2 separate regions of the Drosophila melanogaster genome follow, and region 1 is linked to region 2. The links are chromatin contacts, called in public Hi-C maps. All regions are on one chromosome and are shown on one strand. The core of a region is the stretch at or near the end of the contact, and the rest is flanking DNA. Distances in the headings are between cores, read along the strand shown.

The links. A called contact is a pair of places that touch in the nucleus more often than the background predicts.
Region 1: a contact with region 2 is called in a Hi-C map of the Kc167 cell line, with 1.8 times the contacts expected there. A contact is called at or near these places in 13 of 107 Hi-C or Micro-C datasets (the D17-c3 cell line, the Kc167 cell line, the ML-DmBG3-c2 cell line and 5 more).

The regions. Positions count from the first base shown.
Region 1 is chr3R:7,149,693-7,152,392 of dm6, reverse strand. It overlaps gfzf (GST-containing FLYWCH zinc-finger protein), which reads left to right and starts at 1,425. Exons shown (of 4, transcript NM_001014610.2): 1 at 1,425-2,227. The coding sequence starts at 1,763. It overlaps CG2656, which reads right to left. Exons shown (of 3, transcript NM_141442.3): 3 at 1,123-1,342. The coding sequence ends at 1,195. Sas-4 (Spindle assembly abnormal 4) reads right to left here and starts at 1,026. Exons shown (of 2, transcript NM_141444.2): 1 at 1-1,026. The coding sequence starts at 985.
Region 2 is chr3R:7,092,384-7,095,083 of dm6, reverse strand. It overlaps lncRNA:CR43685 (long non-coding RNA:CR43685), which reads left to right and starts at 1,377. Exons shown (of 3, transcript NR_073989.1): 1 at 1,377-1,547; 2 at 1,605-1,974; 3 at 2,038-2,700. e(y)2b (enhancer of yellow 2b) reads right to left here and starts at 1,149. Exons shown (of 3, transcript NM_001300275.1): 1 at 884-1,149; 2 at 683-821; 3 at 357-613. The coding sequence starts at 960. The coding sequence ends at 542. It also overlaps a transcript of Alh not described here.

The DNA.
Region 1 (2,700 bases), core at 176-2,675, 57 kb before region 2:
GCACCTGCTGTGTGACTACAATGTGATCGGAGTCATCAGCTACTCGGCGACGCTGATCTTTGCGCGCCATAAAGGTTCGAATGCAGCTGGAGTTCATATCAATGTTTCCCTCAGTGGCCTTCTGCTCGAGCAGCTCGAATATGCTTACATTGCTGTCATCTTCCACTCGGATTTGAGCAGAGCGTCTTTGGATTTGCGCTGGCTTTATACTCTGTGTGTCCAGCACCTTGGCCCAGCAAACTCCTGTCATGGGACTAGCTTCCGAGGAGGCTTCATCATCGGCATGAGTGGTTTGTCCCGCCCTGCTCTTCTGCTCTACAAAACGAACTCTGGGCGAGGTGCTCGAGGCGGTTGTGGAGGACGCATAGGAAGACTTTAGATCTGGAGTGGAACTGCAGGCGTTCTTGCCGATAAGCATCTGCTGAAAGCGCTGCTCGTTGAGATCGTCGAGCTGTGCTGAGGGTTTGGGAGCTGGTGGAGGCGCAGGATTGGGAGGTGACTTGACTTGCTTCTTGAGAATACCCTTTTTCATTTGAGGCGTGCGGAACTGAGGGTGGGCATTAGCGAACTTGTATCGCGGCAGGTTTTCCAGGCGCAGCTGGTCGGGATTGATCTTGAACCGCTGCTTTAGACCTTCGCCGCGACGCAGAAAAGGGCGTTTAGGCTTGGCCGGCTGGGGATCAGCCATTGAAATCTCTGGCTCGTGCTCGTCCGGATCCGCCGCGAGTCGCGGCATTTGTATAGAGTGCTCCTCGTCCCACTCCTCCAGCACACTGTTTTCATGGCTTTCCGTTTCCTGGTGTAGCAGTCCCAGCATTTTGTACATATTACGTTGCTCCAAGCCGAGCAAAACGCGGTGATTGGACTGCCGCTCCTGCAGCAGCCGCTTCTGCTCGTCCTGCCAACGACTAAGCGCCGCGAGACGCTGTGCGATGGCCTCCTGGCTCAGAGGCATTCCAACAGGACTTTCGCCAGCCTCCTGCATGCTTTTATATTCGTTCTTAGAATCGCAGTTTTGTTTAGACGCCGTACGCGTAGGGGAATTTAAAATTACGGCAGCAGTTGTCCAACACTGTACCAGTGGCAACTCTGCGGTCAGGGATGGTGCTAGACATGCATTTTGATTAGATTTAATTTTTTATTAAAAATAAAATATTGTACATTTTCTTAAGCAATATGAAAAATTGATTTTTTTCAATCCTGATCCCCTTCCTCCGGTTCATCAAAGTCCTTAACGTTCACGTCTGCATCCTCGCCGTACTGCAAGATACTGTCAATTTGTAGCAGAAGATCGCCCACGCTCTCCTCGTCCTGGGAATCCAACGGGAAAAATCTCACCAAACTGTAAGTGAATAATAAACATCAATATTTACAATTTTTGAACGTCACAAAAATAACCGATTTTGATAAGTGGCAACGCCACCGCATAGCTCGCAGCCCTCGTATCCCACACAAAAGCATTTTTCGACGCGTCGCAAAAGAAAATGTGCTTGTGCAATTAAAATCGAGTGATAAAAACCAAATATAAACCCTTTTAGTGCATCAAACTGCAATAAATCAGTGCGTTTGGGTAAATGGCCGGCGTTTGCAAAAAGGCGCGCAAATAGTGAGCTGACGAAATACCACCAAAAATCCCAACCAACAAATCCCAGGCAGCCAGCCACTAAAAAAATCGCCTAATTTACGATACAAAACACTTTTCGAGGGCAAATCGAAAAACGCTGAATTCCGGGCTCGGGCCAAACAGCGCACCAATTCAAAAATGGAGACGCCCGTCGAGGAGCACGGCATGGACCTGACCAAGGTGTCCGTGGTGCGCTCCGCCAAGGGCGTGGATATGCTCTGCGTGGACGACTATCTGTACCACTTCGATCGCATCGGGCGGAATAACACCTACCGATGGCTGTGCAACAGGCGCAAGGACAAGTCCACTCCCTGCAAGTCCCGCATCTGCACCATGCTGCCCGATCCGCTGGACAAGACGCGCCACGTCGTCGTGGACGTCGTTCTGGCCCACATCCACCCGCGCTGCAGCGATCACGAGGTCAACAAGGTGGCCCAGCGCAAGCGGCTCTCCGTAATGATGATGAACGACGCTTACAGCACCACCCAGCCGAAGAGAGCACGCCTGTACGAGCGCGCCAACGCCGGCATGAATCCGCCGGAGTTCATCTACGGAAGCATCGACACCTCCACCGTGGAGGCCTCGTTCCAGTTGGACTTTGAGGTACGGCCCCAGGCCAACTGTACCTGGCTCATGCCCCTGAATACTCAACTCAACCATTTATTTAGAATCTAGCTGGGTCTCTTTTTCAGAAAGAACATTGATATTAATATTGATTCATATTTCGGTAACCACCGCTACTTTGAACATTTGATAATGTAAAAAAAAGGTTAATTTGCTCACCTTAGTAATGAGATGGTTTCCCGCCAATTTGTTTTTTATATTTATTTTCCTATTTGCAAATCCACCGGCTAGGCCGTTAAAAGGACAATAAATACCAAAGCTTAATCATTTATGATTCAAAAAATACTATATATCTCCAAACGAAACTAAATATTAGGGATTTTTGAAAAAAATGGGACCCAATCATTTTATAACATGCACCCTACTGAAGGGAATATCCAAGGGAATGAAATACTTTTGAACTTACACTTAACTTAATTTTACACCTAAATAGATTTCCCATGATGTACCAT
Region 2 (2,700 bases), core at 128-2,627:
ATAAACACAAAGTTTTTGCGCAAACCACGCAACAAACTACTGAAAATGCTGCCGACAGCGGCAGCTCTAGCTCCAGGTGCAGCGACCACTGAATTCAAGCAACAGGAGGAGCAACTGCAGCAGCCGCAGATGTTCAACGATGATTCCAACGCCAAATTCAAAGACTTTTCAATCGACTCGTTATTGAATAAGTAAACGTAAAACATTAACGGTTTAGCCTTATTATTTGTAGCATAATAGAAGAAATACATACAAACAGAGCCCGACCGCGTTCCTAGTTTCCTCCAACAGAACCACCACAAATTTTGTTTAGCCAATCGAGTAGCCACACCATGAACATAGCGACAACCTATTCTAACTAATTGTAGTTGTTTATTGTTTATTTATTATATGCGTATTGTATAACTAATGCCGCAATTCATAGCTAGCATAAGTATGTAAATATCTACTTAAATTCGATAATAAACCACAAACACGTGCTAGAATTTAGAACACGTGATTTTTTAAGGTTAAGGTTAAGGATGGAACCGATGGGCAGTCACTACTTATCGAGGGCGGCGTGCACGCGCAGCATCATCTCATTTTTGACGACTTCAGGCACCAAAGCGCGAGCCTGTTAAGATTTCAATTGATTGATAGAGTGCGCCAAAAACAAAAAAAAAAATAGTGGACATGAACCTACTTGCGGGACTATTTGGGCAGCCAGTTGGTCGCGGTTTATATTGTCCACTCCGCGCTCCATGATGATGTTTCGTATCATTTCCTTAATGTCCTTGTGCCATCCGCACTCCACAAGACGCGTGTGCAGCAGTTCCTTCAGGCTGTTGAGTTAACGAGAACGTCCAGGAGTAATGGCAATCGAATCCTCATGAGAAATACTTACGCGGCCTTATCTTGACTGCGTAACGTAGGCTTATATCCAGGATCGGGATCGGTTCCCGTTTCCTTGTTTATTGTCATGGTTCGAGTTTTAATTCGATTATCTCGTGTATTTTGAAAAGTACTTAAGCCCGAGTCGGTAAAATTCGTTTGGAAATCAAATGCAGTGTTTTGACGATGAACTGATTCCAGGAAACTTTACAGTTTCGGAACTCGTTTCAAATCCAGCAACGGGCATGATTTTTCTCACGATAGCATTGTCAAGAACTAAAAATGAAATTAACAACATAAACTAATCAGTGAATTTGTATAAAATTTATTAAGCGTAAAGTATTAGTTAATTTGATTATATACTTTTTTTATTAATGCGAAATTTACCCAGTAACCTTTGTCCCGTGACAGAAATTCAAAATATCTCTCAGTGACTGAGAACTATTCGTGAATACTGTAATCACATACTGAATAATGTAATCGCAATAATCCCATCTCTAAAAATAAATGTTTTTGTTTTGATTTAAAAACAAGTCCTCGATGGATTTGCTTCTAGAAGTTGAAATATGGCATGAACTTAGCTTTGAAGTCCTTGAACCCGAACCCGAGGTATATGTATAATGAATTGCTGGCCACAGAAATCCTGCTCGTGCCCTTCTCAGGCCGTTAACTTCTTCGTAAGAAGTTGCATCTTCACCAGTCTGCTTATTGACTTTAATGACTTATCCTTGCAGCACACATCGACCGTCCGCTCGCTGTGCGACACACCATATAGTGCTTATCCGTGTCACCTGTTATCAATTCCTGGAAAACCACTTCGTTCTCACCGTGCACTATATTCAAGAATCTGCAGCTATTAACCGCTTTCTCAGCGTTTCAACTATTCGCAGAGGTGCGTCAGAAAGGTTCCCTTTTTATTTGGCTAAAATCCTCAGATAGAGCCAAACGGAACATAGTAGCCCAAACTCTTGAAAGTTTCAACTTAAACGGGGATGCTCCAGTGATTGTTACGGAATATGACGAGAGCTTCAAAACTGCGTTTGAAAACCAGGTTCACTGTGCTACGGTACACAGTTGATCAGGGCTGCAATTTCTATATGAAAAGTGAGTAGAACATTTGGAAGCCATCCGTTTGTCGCGATCTGTAAATTGCACGCCATTGAACAGAATAATTGGGACGTTTAAAGATGTCCAGCACGATTAAGGAGTAATGTAATGGCCGTGATTAGTTTCTTGCCGAACTTCGAGAACTCTGCAAGGGAGTTGGAAGCCGTCACAAAACCCACGCTGCACTGGGTGATTCCGCATTTACGAAAACTGTCTTCCGATGTCGTGGCTGAGGAACTTCACTTTTCACCCACAACAAACTGCGACGTTTCAAGGAATCCTAAAAGCAAGCTAGAATAAGCAATGGAGTCCAACTATGTGGAGTCCAACAGCCAGAGTAAAAGGTTCCCCGTTAAAATGACAGCAACGACTTAGTAGCCCGCGAAATCAACGGATATCTGATTATGCAGGTAGTGCTGAACACTGATTTCAAAACGCACCACTGGTGTAAGGCCCCGAATGCCAGTTTTCACTCCTCTATAAAGTCAGTTGCAAGGTATTTGCTCGAAATACGCTGTTCCACGCCCAAAATCTAATTAGCGCGTCATCTGGATCCACAGGAGACTTAGATCGGGCTTGGACTAAACTTGTTTTCTAAATCATAACACGAAAAATGTTTAATATTGTTTTTTCAAGTGTATTTTATGTTTAAAATGTGTTGGTTTATCGTTTTCAGTCATATACCTTAAGTTATATTGTTTGTAAAGCCCATAGAACAAATAT